Regions from separate parts of the Mus musculus genome. Here region 2 is linked to region 1. A link is a contact called in public HiChIP or PLAC-seq data. All regions are on one chromosome and are shown on one strand. Each heading gives the region's core, a stretch centred on a gene start, on an enhancer-like site or on the middle of the called end of the contact. The rest is flanking DNA. Distances are from core to core; before and after follow the strand shown.

The links. HiChIP or PLAC-seq counts read pairs in DNA pulled down with a chosen protein or histone mark.
Region 2: an H3K4me3 HiChIP or PLAC-seq map of embryonic basal ganglia shows a contact between it and region 1, with 3 times the contacts expected there. The contact joins the promoter of Micall2 here to the promoter of 4930500L23Rik in region 1. A contact is called at or near these places in 17 of 39 promoter capture datasets (the 3T3-L1 cell line, 3T3-L1-derived adipocytes, the C10 cell line and 10 more), 7 of 15 datasets of contacts at CTCF or cohesin (CD8 T cells, the G1E-ER4 cell line, the NIH/3T3 cell line and 3 more), 93 of 484 Hi-C or Micro-C datasets (the 63-12 cell line, B cells, the C2C12 cell line and 60 more), 16 of 115 datasets of contacts at active chromatin or transcription factors (the HPC-7 cell line, the NIH/3T3 cell line, astrocytes and 13 more) and 5 of 9 other capture datasets (adipose tissue, embryonic tail, embryonic trunk and 2 more).

Annotation. Positions count from the first base shown.
Region 1 is chr5:139,521,411-139,526,872 of GRCm38.p6, reverse strand. 4930500L23Rik (RIKEN cDNA 4930500L23 gene) reads right to left here and starts at 3,122. Exons shown (of 4, transcript NR_040701.1): 1 at 2,939-3,122; 2 at 1-215.
Region 2 is chr5:139,733,079-139,738,540 of GRCm38.p6, reverse strand. It overlaps Micall2 (MICAL-like 2), which reads left to right and starts at 2,208. Exons shown (of 17, transcript NM_174850.3): 1 at 2,208-2,523. The coding sequence starts at 2,381.

The DNA.
Region 1 (5,462 bases), core at 1,873-4,372:
TGGGCCTTGTCCTGGAGCACAGGTAACCAGCTTGTGCAGCCAGCATCACGGCAGAGGTGGAAGTGGCTCCTCCTGGTTTACATCCATGGACTCCTATGGTTCTCTTCTTTGGTTGCTTTTTTGATTGCCAGAGCTTCAACACATCACACTTCATGTTCAGGACAGGCCAAGGCCACAGATGTATTCTCTCTTTCAGTTGAGTTGTGCATTTGGTTCTAGGGTCCAAAGGGAAGTAAGTGGGGTACTCAGCCATAGTCTCATGGAGTTAAAGCTGCCACAGACCCTTTTTATGACCTGTTTCTTGCATAGAATCTTTTAAAACTAAAAATTGAACTCAGAGCCTCACAAATGCCACTCAAACACTCTACCACTGAGCCACGCCCCCAGCCCCTCACTGGGGGATTCTAGGCAGGGGCTCTACCACTGAGTCACATCCCCAGCCCCTCACTGGGGGATTCTAGGCAGGGGCTCTACCACTGAGCCACGCCCCAGCCCCTCACTGGGGGATTCTAGGCAGGTGCTCTACCACTGAGCCATACCCCATCCCTATTTTTATTTTTATTTCAAGACAAGTTCTTACTAAATTGCTGAAGCTGACTTTGAACTTTGTAGCCTAAGTCTTGGCCTTGCAATCTTCCAGCTTTGGCCTCCTGGATAGCCGACATGACAGGCTTTCACCACACTCAGCTTTTTCAGGTCAGTTAACCAGCCTGTGGGTTGTGGGAGGAGACCCACCAAACCCTTGCTGGGAATTGGCTTAGCCATTTTGAGACACTAGGCTGCAACACTATTCAGAAGCCCTCGTGGCTTTCCTCACTATAATTGATGAGCCCATGAAGAAGCAGGCACCTGTTTCCTTCACATAATATCTGCTCGGGGCTGGAGCTCAGCCCTCCCTTGCTCTGAGGAGCACACAGCACTGTTTATTCATGATTGTGATTCCCCAGCTCTAAGAGACCTACAGCTACCAGATGCAACCGGGCTTGCCTGGGACCCAGGAAGGAGAGACAGGAGAGTCATCGCAAGTTCAAGGTCAGTCTGAGCTACAGAGTGAGTCCTACCTCACAAAACAAACAACAACGAAAACAAATCAGTACTATGTGGGCCTGATGCTGTTTACCTGTAAGCCTAGCGACCCAAGAGGCCAAGGCAGGAGGATTATGGAGAATCTGAGGCTAGCCTGGACTACATAATGAGACCTTGTCTCAAGAGGACTATCAATGGCTGGGATGCAGTTTAGTTGGTTAAAGTTCTTTCCTGGCATGCGCAAAGCCATGGGTTTGATCCTTTGCATGGCATAAGCTGTGCATGGTAATAACACACACCTGTAGTCCACCCAGGAGGTAGAAGCAGAAGGGTCAGGAGTTCAAGGTCAGCCTTGGCCACATGAGACCCTCCTGTTTCCTTCTTTGTGTGTGTGTGTGTGTGTGTATTTCCTTTTTTAAGCATTAATTGAAGATCCAATACAAGTTGAGACACCCAGCACGGAATGAGGAATACTCTTGGGTCAGGTTCTCTCTCTCGCTGGCAGAGGAGGCTGAGCCCAGACCGCGCCCTTTGTTTGAGCTGCGCAGTCCCTGCCCTCCGGTGGTTTATTAATTTTTTTTTATCTACCATCCTAAACTTCTATTGCATTTATTAGAACAATAGGGAAGCTTATTGAGGTTGTATTTTTATTAAAATTTCTATTAACTTTTGTTATCAGGGCAGCTGTAGATTAATTAATTTTTGCTACTTTTCTAAAGCCAAAAAAAAATTAGAGCAGATGCCAAATTACTTCAAATCTGAAAGAAGCTGGATCAGAAAAGAGGAGTTAGAAACGTGATTCAGGTAAGATAGTTTTCAGTAGACAGAGAGAGTGAAGACTTTCATCTGTCTAAACTGGGTGTGGGGGCAGACACCTGAAATCTTGGCCTCGAGGGAGGCTAAGGTGGGAGTGTTATGAGTTGGAGGCCAGCTTCAGCTACATAGTAAGAGCTTTGTCTCAAGAAATAAAAAGGTGTGTGTGTGTGTGTGTATGTGTGTGTGTGTGTTGTGCTGGAGAGATGTCTCAGAGATTAAGAACACTTGTTGCTCTGCCAGAGGATCCAGGTTAAATCTCTAGCACCTGCGTGGCAGTTTATAACCATCTATAATTTCAGTTCCAAGGACCAAAACCCTCTTCTGGCCTCTCTGGACACTGCACACATCTGGTGCACATATATACGTGCAAGCAAAACACCCATACACAATAAAAAAAAAAAGGAAAATAGTTTTTAAATAGAAATAAAAACTGGAAGAAGGGCTTGTGAGACCCATCCCTACTCCTTGCTAAGAAGCTATATATAGTTAAGGTTTCTGGGGAGTTGAGAATAATTTTCCTCAGTGGTATAGCCACTGGTACATTGTCTGTACTTGTGTGACTAACCCTTAACCATCCTTATGTGGGCAGCCCTAATGAAACTCAGTGGGTCGCCAAAACTTCAACCACACTAACCATGAAAGACCTGAAAGTAGGAGGGGGTAACCTGGGGTGAGGAAGGAGTTCAAATAGGAGCAGTAGGTGGAAAGAGAGGGTTGTGTAGGTTAAATATGACAAAATATACCTTATCTATGTATGAAAGCATTAGGGAATAATAACTAAAAATGGAAATTTCTTAAAATTGTCAAATAAAATCGTTAAGGAGATGAAGCCTTCCATAGGTATTGCTCTACCTAGGTCTTGTCAACACGGGGACTCAGATGCGGCCAGAGGTGGAGGGGCCTTAGCCTGAGTTCATCTGGCTTTCCCATGCATTAACCTACCCACTGCTATGACAAAATGCCCGAGGAAACAACAGAAAGAAGAAAGCAATCCTTTGGGCTCATGGTTTTAGATGTCTCAGCCTGTGGTCACTCCCTTCCATTGTTTCTGGGTTATGTCAGGACTGGGAGCACGCGGAGAGACAGAGCTGCCCACCTCATAGAGGCCAGGAAGCTGAGAGGCTGAGAGAGCCACCCATGTCTAGGGAACTTCCGCTTTTATCCCATTGGCTTGTATGTTATGGGATGGCGCCACCCCTCATTCAGAAAGGTTCTCTCACTCAACCGAATGTTCCCACTCAATGAAAATGCTCTCAGACACCCAGGAGGTACACCGCTTTACTCTGCTAGATACTCCTCGATCCAACAAAGGAAAACTATTACATCACAGATGCCTGGAAGAGGGGCAAAGACCAACCCCATAGCAGAGGACTTTCGTGAGGGAATGCCTCCCCTCAGGAGGCAGGGTCTCCTCAGGCAAACCCCTCTCACTGTGCTTACTTTCCTTCCCCGAGACATGTGTGGGGCAGGCTGATGGGCCCTAGTTTCTCATCGTACTTTAAATCCAGTCTTGGAGCCCATGGCCTGGCTGGATCCTCTAATGCTGGCACTAGAGGAGGATCTGTGCCCAGGCCTGTGTGGGCCAGATACACAGCACACATTCCCCCGATGATCTAGGTTTTGTTTATTTGCTTCTCTACTGATGCTAGTGGTAGACCTCAGATCCCATTTATGCTAGGTAAGTGCTCTGCCACTGAGCCACGCCCCCAGCCCCTCACTGGGTGATTCTAGGCAGGGGCTCTACCACTGAGACACGCCCCCAGCCCCTCACTGGGTGATTCTAGGCAGGGGCTCCACCCCTGAGTCACACCCCAGCCCCTCACTGGGGGATTCTAGGCAGGGGCTCTACCCCTGAGCCACACCCCAAGCCCCTCACTGGGGGATTCTAGGCAGGGGCTCTCCCACTGAGACACGCCCCCAGCCACTCATTGGGGGATTCTAGGCAGGGGCTCCACCACTGAGCCACATCCCAGCCCCTCACTGGGGGATTCTAGGCAGGGGCTCTACCACTGAGCCACGCCTCCAGCCCCTCACTGGGGGATTCTAGGCAGGGGCTCTACCACTGAGCCACATCCCAGCCCCTCACTGGGGGATTCTAGGCAGGGGCTCTACCACTGAGCCACGCCCCCAGTCCCTCACTGGGGGATTCTAGGCAGGGGCTCTACCACTGAGCCACACCCCCAGCCCCTCACTGGGGGATTCTAGGCAGGGGCTCTACCACTGAGCCACGCCCCCAGCCCTTCACTGGGGTTTCTAGGCAGGGGTCTACCATTGAGCCATGCCCCCAACACCTCCCCTACAGATTCTGTTTGTAGACTTCTTTTTACAGTTTATTTTAAGACAGGGTCTCACAGGCCTTGAAGTTGCTCTGCAACCCAGGCGGGCCTTGAACTCTGCTAAGTACCAAGATCAACAGGTCTCTATCACTATTCTCAGCATCTCTACCCATGTTTGAGAAAAACATCGCTTTGTTATTGGAACTTGGCTGCCTTCACTAACTCAAGGCTTCAAGATTCCCCATGAGAAATTTCCAGCAGGACAGACAGGCTTGCATCACTAAGTAACCTCCTGGTCCACGGGTGAAAGCTCTGTGGGACCAGAGCCATGGGCTCTGCCTGACACTGTGGACCACCAGAAAGCCTTCAGCATGCCTGGAAGATCCCGGAGAGGAAACAGAGATGGCAGCAGAGAGGAACCAAGCAGCAACCATCCACCGCCAGGCTGGTCTCATGGGCCCCATTCTGCTTGGTAGAGCTATTCTGTGGTGCTGTGTGGCCACCGGGTCAGCCATGGCCCTCCACGCAGGCACATCTGGTACCCAGGTGTGGGCTGCTCTTGGCAGCCAGCTCCAGCAAGAAAGAATTTCTCTCCCTCTTCCCTTACTCCACTCCTATCTCCCTCATTGACCACTAAGCAAAGAAAATCTACAGCCGTTGCCCAAATTAGATGGAGCTAAACGGTATAGCGACGTCCGTGTGAGAGGGCAGTGCTCCCCACCCCCCACCCCCCGGGCTGCTTTCACTAACACTCATGTCTGAAAGATTGCTGGCTGGGAGAAGGGAGCGGTGGGCTCAGCCATGCAGCCATCCAGACTGGAACATCTGGATTTGGCAGGCGGTGGAGAGGCCAGCGCCACAGGAACAGTGAAGTGATCTTTCCACCCTTCCTTCTTTTGTGTGGATGTTGTTTGTCCATGCACAGGTGTGTGTGTGTGTGTGTGTGTGTGTGTGTGTGTACATACACAGGCATGTCATGTGCATGTGTGTTGGGCCATGTGAACATTACATAGAGGCAACAAGTGGATGGGTGCCTCCACCTTGCTATTGTTATTTTAAAATTGTTGCTGTTGTTTTTGTTTTTTTTCAAGACAGTTTTTCTTTGTGTAGCCTCCGCTATCCTAGAACCAGCTCCATAGACCAGGCTGGCCTTGAATTCACAGAGATCCATCTGCCTCTGCTTCCAGGTGCTGAGATTAAAGGTCCATGCCACTACCACCTGGCTTATTTTTAAAATTTTATTGTGTTTATTTGTTTCTTTGTTGAGACCATGTGCTACAATACGTATAAGGAGGTCAGAGCACAGTTGGTGCTTTCTGACACTCAAGTTGGGTAGTAAATCCT
Region 2 (5,462 bases), core at 959-3,458, 210 kb before region 1:
TCCCGTTTGGGGGACTCTAGAAAGGCAGGCTCTATGAGGTGCTGGTGGTGACATGATTAGTGGCCCCAGGGGACTGTCACGAATACTGTCCTCAAGCTCCCGAGGTGGCAGGAGCTAAGGGTGGGGAGTCTGAAGAGGCTGGTCACATGATGACCCTGGAGCTGACATTAGAACTCAGACCCTGGCATGGCCCTCCCTCCGTTTGCACACCCTTTCTCCCCACGTCTTGGCAGTTACCTTCCTTACCAGCTTTTCCGGTTCTTGTAATTGCTGCCCAGAGGGTCAGGAAAACCTGGTTCCGGGACCAGGCTCTAGCTGAATGGGGTGTGATACTGCACTTTGTCCTCCTGGCGAGAACCCTCGGGCAGGTCAGCTGCTTCCACTGGGCAAGGGTTGGGGCTATAATCCCAGGGGCAGTCTTGTGCCCTCCAGAGTTGGGATGAGGATCTTGCTGCCCACCTACCAGCCCCACACCTGCTGCCTGTACCCAGGTGCCTCCTTGATGCCAGCCCACAGCTTGGGCACGGAAAACCTGTTTTCACTCCTGGTAGAGACGGCACCTGGCTCCAAGCCAGATGCCATTTTGGGGAAAACACCTACCTTCCTAAAGATCCTGCCTAGACAAGCTCTGGGGCCCAGCTGGGAAGGGCCGGTTCACACTGTTGCTGTCATAGTCCGGTCCATCTGATGACATATAGATTCCTGAGGGTGCGGAGAAACAAAGCTGGGCAGAGGTGGCGCACACCTTTAATTCCAGCACTTGAGGAAGAAGCAGGTGGTTCTCTGTGAGTTCGAGGCCAGCCTGGTCTACAGAGTGAGTTCCAGGATAGCCAGGGCTACACAGAGAAATTCTGTCTCAGAAACAAAACAAAACAACAAAAGAACATTCAGGGCAGCCCCTGGCTCTAACTGAGGACCTGGGAGAGGTACTTTCCTTAATCACCCCTGGCATCCTCAGAGACTTGAAAGAGGCTAAGAGTCTCCTGTCTCAAGACCCCTGGAGCGTGCCCCCTCAGCCTTCCTTTCCTCCTCTGTGAATGTAGAGCGGTTATTCTGGCTGGCTTGGCACCCTTGAGGGTGAAGGGAAAGCAGACAGTATTTTAAAGTTTGAGACAGGGTCTCAGGTCGCCCATGTCAGCCTTGCACCCCATATGTATCCTGGGATAAGCTTGGATTTCTGATCTTCCAGCTTCTCCCCGCTGAGGGCTGGGATTCCAGGTGTGTGCCATCACGACCAGTATCTGTCTGATGGGAAAGCACACTACTCAGCAAGGTCCACCCCAGCTTCCAACCAGACAGCTTTGTAGACCCTGAAAAGGGACACTCCTCAGAGGTTGCATCTACCCTAGCCTCTGTTTTCCCATTTGTCAACAGGCTGCCAACTCTAGAGGCTGAGGCAGGAGGATGAGTTAGGCAGACTAGGCAGCTTGGCCTCAACTTTAAAAAATAAAATAAAATAAAAGAACGCTGTTGCGGGTTTGGACTGGAGAGATGGGTCAGTCGTTAAGAGCATTTGCTGCTCTTCCAGAAGTCCTGGGGTTTAGTTTCCAGCACCCACATGGCAGCACAACCCGCTCCAACTCCGATTCTAGAAGAGCAGGGGCCTTCTTCAGGTCTCCCGGGCTACCAGACACACAAGGGGTGCAGATACACTTTCAGACCAAAGCCCATATGCATAAGATAGAATTAAAAGTAAGAAAGAAAACCGTAGCTGGGAGTGTAGCTCAGCTGGTGGTATGCTTGCCTGGCATGCAGGAAGCCTCAGGGTCCATACCCAGCACTGCACAAACCAGGCATGGTGTGGGGCACAAGCCTGTAATCCGAGAGCAGTAAAGGAGGTGGAGGCTGGGGAATCTGAAACACAAGGTCATCTTTGCTTTTATAATAAGCTAGAGGCCAATGCGAGCTACATTGGTCCCGGTCTCAAGGAAAACAAAAAAAGAAAACCCCGACGCCTCTGCTGGGAGTTATGGCTAAAGGCCAAGGCGGGAGCCAACGCCCAGAGTACCGGGCCCCTATTCTTCAAGTCCCAGGAAAGAGGGGGCGTGGTCTTATGTGGGCGTGCCCTTTGTGGGGCGTGGGTGTGGCCTGACCAAACTGGGGCGGTGCGGCCGGAACAAGGAGCCTGTGTGGAGCTTGGAGCTGGTGAGCCAGGCCTTCAAGAGGCGTGATCTTGTGGGGGCGGGTCTGAAGAGGCGGGGCCTCTAGGGGGCGGGGCCGGCGGCCTCGCAGGCGTCAAGAGTGTGTGGGGCGCCGGTCTCCCGGTGTTCTCTTCTTCCAGCCCGGCTGGTGGTCGGCGGGTCCGGGCCTCCTGCGCGTCTCGGGCCCAAGAGGGGCCTGTAGCCAGCTCCTCGAGCCGCCAGCCCGTCCTGCCGCCCATATGGCCGCCATAAAGGCCCTGCAAGAATGGTGCCGGCAGCAGTGCGAGGGCTACCGGGACGTGAGCATCACCAACATGACCACCTCGTTCCGCGATGGCCTGGCCTTCTGCGCTATCTTGCACCGACACCGGCCTGACCTTATGTGAGTGCTCTTTAACCCCTCTGTCGGGCTCTGATGTGCCGCTGCAAACGGGAAACTGAGGCCACGCCTGCCTTGGGATCCGGGTCGGAGGTTTCAGACACACCCCTCTCAGATGGGCCACCCGGGGTAGAGCAGAGACCTGCAGGTACAGCCTATTTGGTGGTCTCCAAGGCTGTGGCAGTCAAGTAGCCTCTGTGCAGGCCACCAAGTGCAGCTGGGCCAGGGGCCAGGACATGGGCTGTCCAGCCGGCTTAGTCAGTGGTGACTCAGGGCAGCGTCCGCCTTCCCCGAGCTCCCTGAGAAAGGGCAAAGGAACAGCTCCTGGGGGTCTGAGGTCTGGCCCCAAGATCAGGGCCATTTGAGGCTTCTAGTGGGATTACTGCCCCTCCTCTAATTTGTCTAGGCATCTTTGGGAAAGCAATCAAAGAGGGAAGCGCAAGCCTTTTAGCACCTTAGAATGACAGGAGACAATGGAGTCTGGGCCATCATCCTTGGAAGTTGTAGGAGAGGACAGGGATTGGGTCTAAAGCCTTCTATAGAAGAAGAGTCTTGGCATAGGAAGTTGGGAAGCAAGCCAGCTCTGTCTTGTTGAAGGACCTTGGCCCACAACTCAAACTGTTCTATCAGTTATTCACTTAGCAAACACTTAGGCAGACTCTGTTACAGGGACCTAAGTTAGTCTGGTGACCAGAGTCCTGAAATGGGACAAGATCACCTACAGCCCATGCCCTTCAGAGGAAAGCATTCTCCTGTACATGGTACATAAATGCAGAGTTGGCTGGTCTGGGAGTGTTTCCCAGGGAGGTCTTAGGGCTGAGTGAGGCTCCAGGCAGCACCTGTGGAGCCCACCTCAGCCAGCCTTCTTGCTGTGCAGATGGGGAAACTGAGGCTCCGAAAAGGAAAAACAAACAAATATTGTTCGTGTTACACAATGTGTCAGGAAGAGCCAGGCCTGGTGCTATCAGACTCCCTTGTGCCAAGCTTTGCTCTGCTCAGGAAGCCGGAATCTTGAGCAAGAAGTAGGCTTCTGCCCTGTGGTTATGAATTCCCCACCCCAACCCCCGAGCTGCTTGGGAGGGCCCCATGGCATGAGCCTCAGTCACTCTCAGGGAGATGGATGGTGTGAGCTCAGTGGGGCATCAGTCATGTGGAAACCAGGAAGCTGAGCTTCGATGGATGCTGGGCCAAGGATGTAGACCTTGGAAAATGGACTTGGGATGAGAACGTGGGTAGTCAGGTTTCTTCCGGTGGTGCAGGGGGAGTCTGGATGATGATGCAGAGTGGGGAGCTCAGATGAGAACTATGTGACGAGTTCTCAAGTGGAGGAGACGATGATGTTGGATTTTGGCTGGATTAGCCTCAGCTGGTAATTGGACAGGGACAGGGCCTTTGCAGACATGGGGTTTCCTCTGCTCCGAAGCAGGGACTATGTGTGCTCATGGCCTGACATGTAGTCCCCACAGAGGAGGAGAGGTGTACACGAAGAGATATATGTTTATTTATACTTGTATGTTTACTTGTGTGTGCATGTATATGCTGGCACAGGCAAGTGTTAAAGATTTGCTCACTTATCTAATGAGTGCCTACTGTATACAGCATAAGGTCATCTAGTGCAGGGAGCAACTTCTGGTCTCAGAGACAGAAGTTCAAGGTAATGACAGGGAACAGGGAACCAAGAGTTGGTGACAGGAAGGAGGCTGGACGAAGAGGTGCCTGCTCAGTTCACTCTGGGAGGGTTATCTCACACTGCTGACTTCCTTGCGGTCTCCCCAGCTGGACTGATAGCTCAAGTCTCTTAGTTAACCCGGTATGGCAACCTGGAGGTGGTTACAATGTAGCTGGAGCCCTACAGATAAGGGCCTGCCTTGTGGGCTCAGTAGATGTAGAAGTTTGGTAGGAGCTTGTGTGCATTTGGAAGGAGTTTGAAGGTGACAGAAGTAGGAAGTCCAGAGGTGGAGACAAGGGACACCCTGGGGCTTTCAGAAGCTGGGAGGGATAAGACCCTCTGTCCTGTAGCAAGTATGTCACTGCTACACCTTCACACTGGATCCCTGGCCTTTGGGAATCTGAGGACAGGTAGCCCTGGGTGTGGATTGTGTAATAGCAGTGGTGGAAAGAGCGTAGGGATTTTGGCAAGAATCACACTGATGAGATTGTAAAGCAGTGGTTCTCACTCAGCCTGTGGGTTGCAATCTTCTTGGTGGGGGTTAGGGTGTGTGTCAAATGACCCTTTTACAGGGGTTGTCTGAGACCATTGGAAAACACAGATAAGATTCATTAACAGTAGCAAAACTATAGTTATGAAGTAGCAACAAAATAATTCTATGGTTGTGGGTCACCACAACAGCAGCAACTGTATTAAAGGGCCACTGTGTTAGGAAGGGTTAGAAGCACTGGTGTAAATCGTGCCTGAGTACAGGAGGATCAACTTAGACCATGTGAATCCAAGTATTAAAAGCCCCCAGCATGGACTGGTGAGATGGCTCAGTGGGTAAAGGGGCTTGCCTCCAAATCCGATGACCTGCTTTGGATCTGCAGGACTCACCCACATGATGGGAGGAGAGAGATTGACTCCCCAAAGCTGGGATTTTACCTGCACATGTGCACAGTGTTTTATGTGTCTCCTCCTCCAAATGTGTGTGAGTGTGTATGTGTGTGTGTGAGTGTGTGAGTGTGTGTGTGTGTGTGTGTGTTTAAAAGCTCCCAGCCTGTGTCCTGCCATGCTCTGGCCCAGGTTGGGTGTTGGGGTGGGGGAATGTCTCACCGCAAAGTTGTGTAACTACCAAGAGGAGTGGAAAAATGTGATGGACCACAGGTAGAGAGGGTAGAGAGGGGCTGTCCTCTCTGAGGAGCCCCTCGGTCAGATCTTGGCAGGGTTGGGGGGCACTCTAGCCCACTTCTTTCCCTGAAGACCCTCTGGCAGCAGGAAGGTGGACATC